Regions from separate parts of the Mus musculus genome. Here region 2 is linked to region 1. A link is a contact called in public Hi-C data. All regions are on one chromosome and are shown on one strand. The core of a region is the stretch at or near the end of the contact, and the rest is flanking DNA. Distances in the headings are between cores, read along the strand shown. Region 1 overlaps Cracr2a (calcium release activated channel regulator 2A). Region 2 overlaps Tspan9 (tetraspanin 9).

Region 1 (4,504 bases), core at 318-2,817:
AGGATCCTAGCTCCTTCTTGTGACCTTTTCTTTTTCTGCTTTAATGTTCAGGCATTTACCACCTCCAAGCAAAGTATGTAGAATACATATTTACTTTTATTCCATATTGTCTGTTTCTTCCTCCTAGCATGTAAGTTTATTTGCTTACTAATTCTGCCTCGGTTACCTGAGCATGTCTGGGCTATAGGAGATGCCCCGTGGGTGTTTGCTCAATCAATGTGTGAGTGAGCATGTGAATGCATGGAGGTGTGCATGGATGGACTGACAGGAGGGAATGGAGGAAAAAGGGGAGAAAAGGAGGGAGGGAGCCAGGAAGGAGAGAGGGTAAATGGATGGATGGGACTGATGGATGGAATGGATGGATAGATGACTGGATGGATGGGTGGATAGATGGAATGGATGGATGGATGGATGGATGGATGGATAGATGGATAGATAGCTGAAGAAAGATAAATGTATGGATTTTGTTGGATGGATTGGAGAGAAGGAGAAGAAAGGAGAGGGAGGGGGAGAGAGAGAGAGAGAAAAGAAGAAGAAGAAGAAGAAGAAGAAGAAGAAGAAGAAGAAGAAGAAGAAGAAGAAGAAGAAGAAGAAGAAGGAGAAGAAGAAGAAGAAGAAGAAGAAGAAGAAGAAGAAGAAGAAGAAGAAGAAGAAGAAGAAGAAGAAGAAGAAAATGGGAAGAAGAAAAAGGGAAAGAAGCAAGCAAGGAAGGAAGGAAATGTGTGATGGATGAGTTACAGAGCATACCTCTGCAGCTAAAGCAACCTAGACATTGGCCGTCACTCAGCTGACATCACTCAGCTGACATCACTCAGCTGACATCTGTACCTACCTAGCAGTTCCATCAAAACCTACCAGCCCATCTTATTCCCTAAATAGCAGCCCCAAAGGAGGCAGTGATTAGAGATGAGGCTTCTTACCCTTTCCTCTTAAAAACTGGAAAACACAATCACCAAGGGAACCCAGTGCCCACCATCCTCAGCACCATGAGAGAAGATGTGAAGCTTGCATCCTCTGTTCCTGGTGTGCCCCTATTCTTTGTGTACCCCTGAACCTAGTGTATGCCTGTCGCTGGTATATCCCTGTTCCCAGTGTACCTCTGCTCTGTTGCAGCCATGTCCCTGGTATACTCCTGCTTCTAGAGCACCCTGGTTCCTAGTGCATCCCTGTTCCCAACACACCCCTGATCTCAGCATGTTTCTATTCCCAGAGCACCCTTTCCTAGTATACCCTGGGTGTGTTCCTATACTGTGCCCCTGTTCCCAATGTATCCCTGTTCTGGTGCACCCCCATTCATAGTGAACCCCAGTAACCAGACCTCTGAGCCTTTGTCTTTCCAGCCCTTGTTGTTGTTTTAGGAGGTGGGGACTGGCGAGGAGCCTCTCCTTTACCAAACCCAAGCTGAGCAAGATGTGTTTTGGTATATCCCACTTTTAAAAAGGATTCGGGAAACTGTTCTCCCTTCTACTGTCTGCCCTACTCTGTGAGCTTTTAGCAGGAGGTTGCTGGTCTTGGCTGCTGCCTCTCGATGCTAAGCCCAGGCTATTGTCTCAGGCTCTTCCCCTTGATCCAGATTTCAATTTTCGGCTGCTTTGGATTATCCGCATCGCTGCTCCACTTAACGTCACAGACACCATTCATGCTGCAGGGAAATCTGAATGCCTTCCAGAAATATCTGGCCGGAGCCCTCCCTGGAGGCTTGCCAACTATTCCAGACCACCCCCATTGTCCTTCAGTGCCTTAAACCATTCTGGCGCTCTCAGTGTTCAGGGAAACTGGATGTGTATGTGGCAAATGGAAGCCACACACACACCCATCAGCGGGTGTAAATTAGCTTCCAGCAACAGCAGTTCTACAACCTACTATAGAAAAGTCACCTCCCTCAAACCTGTGACAGACTGCAGAGGAGACAAGCTCAGGGCGCATGTTGTCCCCTCCGCCCAGGTCATGCCTGTAACTAAGGTATGCTTCCAACAACAAACGATGGGTACAGGCATGGGGTCTGGGAGTGAGCAGAGGTTGTGTGAAAAGGAATTAAGGGCCAGTTAGCATCATTTCAGATGGCTTGGCTCTGCGTCTATGTCTCCTCATGCCCTCTCCTTTCTCAGTTCTACATATCCAGCTCAGAGAGCTCAGTGCTCACACTAGAGCTTCCGCTGTGAACATGAAGACTCCAAGGATGACTTTGGCAGCACCAGTAAGCCTTTAGATGTAGAATTCATTGGTCCCAGAGTTTGGATAAGGAGGATACCATCTGTGACATCATAGAAAAGGCCAGATCCTCTGACCACCCTTTGGATGCTGGCTGTACCTATATCAGTACATTTGACCATGAGAAAAATATGCTCTCATTTGCAACCCACCACTCCAGGTTGGGGGATGCCCTTCAATGTTGTCCTGATAGGGTTAAGAGCATACTCCATGACACCTGTACGGGATTCAGAAACCACTTGCTGTTCCAGCCTTTTTCATGCATGAGGGACTTGCCCCATGCACAGTGGCTGAATGAACTAAGTAGGTCTCTTGCAGCTGATTCCCTTCAAACAAAGGTGAGGGCAGAGACTGTCTGAGTAGACCCCATGTGGGCCATTGCACAGAGTCCAAGTGTCGATGGGCACAAGCCTTCCTGTGTCACCTCTGCTCTATCATCTGGACATGACCAGAGGAGCCAGTAGCATCACTAGAAGAGGCGTGTGCCTTTGAGTAAAGGTGGCCCAAGGCTGGAGCTTGGAGCAACTGTTCTGCCAGACATGGTAACCAAGACCCTCATAGTTGCCCGGTACAGCATCTCATAGCTGGTCCCCTCTCATGCACATCTCTCTACCATTGGCCATTCCAGAGCTGCCAGTAGCTCCTGATGTGTTGTTTTTCCAGTATATTCAATAGCTCATCCCTACCTTGCCACAGTGGAGTGCTGCAAAGAGCAGAAGCAAAAGGCTATTGGCTTCTATTCCATAGAAATCCAGAATGAAGTGAAACAACTTAAATGCACAGTGCAGGGACTCAAACCCAAGTTTCCTGATGCAAAGCCTAGAGGTCTTTCACTCTGCCCGGCTCTGCTGAGAATGGTGGGTCTCTGAAACCCTGCACTATATCTGTGACACTAGAGCCAGCCATGGTCACATCTATACCCTCGGGACTTTGCAGATCAATGTAGAAAAACCCAGGCTAGGGTGTGAAGGGAAGAGCATGCTGAGAACAGGGCAGAGATGTCATGGGGAACATTGCTCAGGAGCCCTGAGTTGTGATGGACAAGCAGGGAGCACTTTGACCCTCCAGAAGGCAGAAGTAGTACATTGTGCCCAGAGCTGGTGTGGTTTAAGGGACCAGAGACAGTGTTTGTTCATTGTGAACCAGAATCTCCAAGTTGGAGGCTGTCTTAGTTACAGATGGTAGGCTGGTCAGTGAGTCAGACTCAGGCTCCTCTTCTCCCTGTACAGCTCCACCAGTGGCTGTCCTTTTGGGGTGGGAAGGCACAGGAGGACACTGTCACAGCACGTGGTCACATTCACAGAAAGTGCTCTAGCACATCTCAGAGCACTAATTTGGTCTTGTGTATCCTCACTGGTGGAGTAAGTGGGTCACTGAATCCTGAGGTTTCAGGGGAAGGGCCTCAAAGCAAAAAGGAATCGGTGGTCCAGCTGGTGAGGGAGTTCAAGTGCATGCTTACAAGGCTGGACACTAGGCGTGCCGAGTGTAGAACCCACTGTCTTCTTCTCCAACTTGGCAGGACACAGAGAGATTCCAGGCTCGCAGCCGGGAGTTGGAAAAGAAGCTGAGCGCCAAGGAGCAGGAGCTGGAGCGACTCAATCAGAAGCAGAGGAAGGTAGGCTACTGTGGAGACATCGTGGGCCCTCAGCTCTTCCAACTCAGCTTGCCTCTGCCTCACGCCCTCCACCATTCGTCCATGGATTTTTAACTTGCCCTGAGAAGACCTGTGTGTGTGCATGTGTCTTCATTTAAAGTCCCCACAAGGTGGATGTATCAACACATGCATGTAATAGCATCACTGGGAAGGCTGAGGCAGGAGGATTTTGAGTTCCGGGACAGCCCTGTGGATATAGTGCAGTGTGCAGCCTGAGCTTTATAATAATGAGACCCTGTCTCAAAATGCTAAAAATACCTTTAAATATTTTAAGATTTCAATTTACAACAAAAATCATAGATGGCCCCATTTAGAGCCACAGTTGGGTGGCTTTAGGGAAGTCCTGATAGTCCCTATGAATCACCCAACCCCTAGGGATCTGAGGGCAGCTTCACATAATTACACCCAAAGGTAATAATGTCTGCTAAGCCTTGAAGTTGGCTTAGGCATCCTGCAGAAGAAAAGAGGAAGTACAGAGATACTTGTGAAGTCACTGATGTTTCAGGGGGTGTGCAGACATATTTGTCCTCTTTGGCATAGCTGAAGACACCCCACAGCTGGAAAAGGCTCTTCAAAGAACTGCCCACAGGCATGGACAGGGTGCATGACCATCTCTGGGACACAGGTTAGATGCAAACA
Region 2 (4,788 bases), core at 2,284-4,783, 390 kb after region 1:
CTTGGAAAGAAGGGAGGGGTGGCAGCTAAACCCTTAGGAACCTTCATGGCTGGTTCTAGAAGCCTGAAGCCTGTCATTACTACCTTAGTGAGCTTCTGTGAGTACCACAGTGATGCTGGGCCCTGCAGCATCCACCTAGACAAGCAGATGCTGTTGTGTTGTGACCTGGAAAATGGAAATGTAATTCAGTTTCCCAAAAGCCAAATAAAGTTGTTTATCCTAAGGAGATTCCGTAAGGAGAACTGGCAGCCCTGAAACCCATAACTGGGGGAGGACTGAAGCAAAAAAGGCTCTCCCACCCTTTGAGACAACGATGGTTCCATAAAGACTCCCTACACATAATAATCAGAACAACAAATGCACTAAATAAAGATAGAATATTAAAAGCAGTAAGGGAGAAAGGTCAAGTAACATATAAAGGAAGGCCTATCAGAATTACACCAGACTTTTCACCAGAGACTATGAAAGCCAGAAGAGCCTGGACAGATGTTATACAGACACTAAGAGAACACAAATGCCAGCCCAGGCTACTATACCCGGCCAAACTCTCAATTACCATAGATGGAGAAACCAAAGTATTCCACGACAAAAACAAATTCACACAATATCTTTCCACGAATCCAGCCCTTCAAAGGATAATAACAGAAAAGAAGCAATACAAGGACGGAAATCACGCCCTAGAACAACCAAGAAAGTAATCATTCAACAAACCAAAAAGAAGACAGCCACAAGAACAGAATGCCAACTCTAACAACAAAAATAAAAGGAAGCAACAATTACTTTTACTTAATATCTCTTAATATCAATGGACTGATGAGCACCCAGGGTGGATGGTCTCTGAGGGACAGAAAAGGGATTCACAGTGACAGGGGCAAGTGAGAATCCCAACGAATTCAGCTTACAGAACCTACTGCCACATCACATGGTTAAAGCAGAAACGTGCCTGGCTCCAGTATCCCCCTCAGGGCAGATAAACCTAAGCTAGCAAATTTGCTCCAGCGCCTGTCAATCAAAGCACCAGACATCAGGGTTGGATGATCAGCCCTAGGGCTGCAGTTGGGGCAGAAAGGCCCTGGCCACTGACTGAAGTCACTTCCCTGTCTAGGAAGGAATGGAGACCAGGCCCTGGAAACACACAGGGCTTCCCCCATGGCTGTCTAGTAAAGCCTCAGCCAGGAGGAACATGCCTGTGTACATCAACCAGGCAAGGAGGCTCTGCACCTCTGTGGCTCACACTCTCCCCTCAGAGAGAAGACGGTACTTAGGGAAGCTGGAAGTGATGGGCAAGGAAGAGACTCCCAGAGGTATCAAACACTATGGCTCCCACAAACACACTTTAATGGTGGCTGACCCTTTGACGGGCGTGACCAGGAGGACAAACTCCCTTTTCACTTGGCTCCCTTTTGCTTTGCTTCTGAAATTCTAAAGTGAATTCTCACCTGATTAAGTTGCTAACTGCTACACAATCTCTCTTTAGATTTACGGAACCTGGAACATCTGGTGGCCTTTGTAATGCTTTCCCTTAGTCTGCAGTTCTGTTTATCAACCAACACAAAACATGCAAACGGCCGCGAGGCTCGAATTTGCAGAAAAGTAATATATCTGTTTTCAGAAAATATGAGACCTGCTGTAGGAGGTCAAGGTAAATTATGATGTTCCAACAAAATAAAAATAAAGGAACACACACCCTATATGGTTGATACCTTGCTCTGAATGCAGCTGGTTTATCTTGGTGCTCGGTACCCTGAGACCTCAGAGATGGACCAATGAGGTCATAGCCCCACCATCTCCCAAGATGTCAGTCCTTAAATAAACCAGATTCCTTTTATGCTGATTGTTTTTTTTATTGCCAGCCTGACACAATCTAGAGTCACCTGGGAAAAGGGAGCCTCAAGGGAGGGATTGCCCAGAACAGACTGGCCTTTGACCATGTCTGTGAGAGGTTGTCTTAATTGATGATTGATGTGGAAGGGTCCAGCCCACTGTGGGCGGCGCCATCCCTAGAGAGGTGGGCGGGGCTGTGTAAGAAAGCTGGCCGATCATAAGCCAGTAAGTAACACGGTCTCTGTTTCATTCCTGACCTGACTTCCCTCGACAATGGACAGAGACCTGGAACCGTAAGCCAAATAAATTCCCAAGATGATTCTGGTCAGACTCTTATCACAGCACCTGAAACAAACTGGAAGGCCTCCTTATCAATCAGCCTCAAAGGCCGGCCTTTGAGTGACAAGCAGCCAAGCTCTGAACACAGTAACAACAGGGGTCACACTCATAACTCGGCCGATCACAGGCTTTCACTGATAGCTGTGTAGAGAAATGCCCCATGGAACAAACTCTGTCAGCTCTGTGCCCACCTCAGAAGTGAGGCCAGACATGACATGGGAGGCCAGACCACAAAATCACAATCCTTAGTTAATTAGCAAAGTCCTTTGTGGAGTTCAAAGAACCTTCAGGAACATCACTCCAATATAACTTCCCACAGTTCTCCCAGGTTGGGCAGGCAAGGACTAAGGTTTGGGTTTCATCTTACACACAAGAGACTGAAGTCACAGATCCTCCCTGGGAAGCAAAGGCGAAGATGGAGGGGAACCCTGTGATCCCACCTCTGCTTAAGGCACACGCCATGTTCCTTATGAAAAAGTCAAGAGAGGCCGGAATGGTGATGAGCTGTTGTGACGGGATCTCTCCTTCCACCGAGAGATTAAGACAGACAAGAAGCAACCTTTGCAAACCTGCAAGAAGGGTCAGCGGGTGAAGTCACTTGCTACCAAGGCTGATGACCTGAGTCCAATCCCTAGAATCCACACTGGGGAGGCGGGGAGGGGAAACTCTTGCAAGCTGTCTTCTGACCTCCATCTGCATGCTGTGCCACACACATATGGAACAGGCCTGGCTTTGAGCCATGTGTTTGCTGGGGGTTTTGTTTGTTGGGGAAACTGAGTAGCAGCTGAGAGAGAGAGCACAAGCCCTTTCATTATAGAAGAGGAGGGAAGAGAAGGCTAGGCTAGGAAGCCATTGGGCAGGCAGGGCCGGTGAAGGCCAGGCAGTGCAAGGGACGAAAAGCAGACACTTATAATTTAGGGATTTGAGAAAAGTGGGAAGGAAGAGAAAACCCTTCCTAATGATGACGGCTAGAGGGAGGAATTAGAACAATTGCAATTACGGCTTCTAACAATAGGAAGGGAGCCGCCACAGTTCCCGTGTCAAACAAGAGCGGCTCTCCTAGTAAGGGTGCTTAATAAAGCAGCCCGCCCCCTCATTAGCTGCTCCATTGGTGTGACAGCCCTCCCAGGCATGGGGGCAGGGCAAAACCCACTCACGGTGGTGAGGTGGAGTCCCCATTTCTTACAGACAAATTTCCTTTCCTTCCCACTCTGGTGTGGGAAACTGGGGTAGAGGGACTCTCTCTCTCTCTCTCTCTCTCTCTCTCTCTCTCTCTCTCTCTCTCTCTCTTTCTCTGCTAAGCCCTGGGGGATGCGTCTAGCTGGAGCCTAGGAGCTCCTGTCTCTGACCCAGGCCAGCACCAGAGCAGCTGTTCTCCTGCACTGTGAGCTCCTGGCATAGCAAGAATCTGGGTCAGCTTCTCAGCACTCAGGCAGTGGGTTATCCTGTGCACACGTCATGTCACGGACCTGCCTAGCAGCCTGTCCCCTTGCCCTGGGCTCCAGCTCTACCACATGTGAGGGATGAAGGACCTACTACTACCCCGGTCCATGACCCAGCTGAGGCTGCTGTGAAATAAGAACCAAGGGCATAAAAAGTCCAGAACATGAGAGCCTGAGGCAAGGACCCTACCCTTGAGTGGCCAAATCTAGTCCTTTCCACTCCAGGAAACTGAGGCCCAGATAGCGGCTCACCTTGGGTCAGACCGCTAGCTGGCAACATACTGAGGACAAGAAAACAGGTGTCTGGCTCAATCCCTGGCTCCTCCCCACAAGTTACCTGGCTGCATGTTGTAGACAGTCCCTTCTCTTCTAGCAGAGGGGAGGGAACAACTGGTTAGTGGCTGGGGACCAAAACCTCCCAGGCTGCTGGCCGGGTGCCCAGTCCCACCCTGCCCCACCCACCCCAACAGGTTGAGCGCTGTTGCCATTTAGGAGAGGAGAAAAGGAATCAGCAAGGCTGAGAATCTTGTCAATATTCCTCCCACAGCTCTGATTCAGACCCTCCACAACCTTCTGGGAAACATGCACTTTTCACATAGACCCCCCCCCCTCCTCTCGGCAGGAGGCTGAGACCGGGAGAGGAAGGGGGGCTCAGGGGGCCGGAGGGGGTAGGCTGAGGAGGAAAGGGAGGGAGGGAGAGGAGAAGGGAGGGGAGAGGAGGGTGAGTGTCTCTCATGCCTGCCATAAATGGTAACAAACGGAACACCTTGTGTGCTATGCTCCTCTCCTAAGGCATCTATCTACCTTCCTCCCCCACCCTCCTAGCTATACACAGGCCTCCCTCCAGGCAGCAGGGACCAGTCAGGCAGGGTGTCCTAAATGGCTTGGACATCACAGAGCTGCTGTGGAGCTCGGGCTCATCAGCTTGACAAGCTGTCACTCTGATTTGGGTCCGATGGGCTTCTGCCACAAGCACGAACTGCTTCCCTGGAGAAAAAGTGGGCAGAGCTGGGCTCCGGGATGCACCTGGCCTCCTATGGCAAGCCAAAGGCACTAGAGCCTCGAGGCCCACCACTGCGCACCCCCCGAGAAGCCCTCTGACAACAGGCCTGCCTGTCCAGCACCCAGACAGTCACCATGCTGTCCTGTCCCCTTCACACCCCAGCAACAGAGCCAACCCCAA

What was found. Hi-C and Micro-C count contacts between places; a contact is called where the count stands out from the background.
Region 2: a contact with region 1 is called in a Hi-C map of cerebellum, with 1.9 times the contacts expected there. The contact joins two enhancer-like sites. A contact is called at or near these places in 1 of 484 Hi-C or Micro-C datasets (cerebellum), 1 of 115 datasets of contacts at active chromatin or transcription factors (memory CD8 T cells) and 1 of 9 other capture datasets (embryonic stem cells).

What each region holds. Positions count from the first base shown.
Region 1 is chr6:127,626,009-127,630,512 of GRCm38.p6, forward strand. It overlaps Cracr2a (calcium release activated channel regulator 2A), which reads left to right. Exons shown (of 19, transcript NM_001368877.1): 8 at 3,731-3,826. Among named protein-coding and RNA genes, the nearest start is that of Cracr2a, 67 kb to the left of the region's middle. Within about 2 kb of position 1,568, at least 14 of the 459 cell types and tissues checked have an H3K27ac peak or open chromatin away from gene starts, as enhancers often do. A contact at or near this core is called in cerebellum, where this site is marked.
Region 2 is chr6:128,017,353-128,022,140 of GRCm38.p6, forward strand. All of the region lies in intron 1 of Tspan9 (tetraspanin 9), which reads right to left. Among named protein-coding and RNA genes, the nearest start is that of Tspan9, 15 kb to the right of the region's middle. Within about 2 kb of position 3,534, at least 38 of the 459 cell types and tissues checked have an H3K27ac peak or open chromatin away from gene starts, as enhancers often do. A contact at or near this core is called in cerebellum, where this site is marked.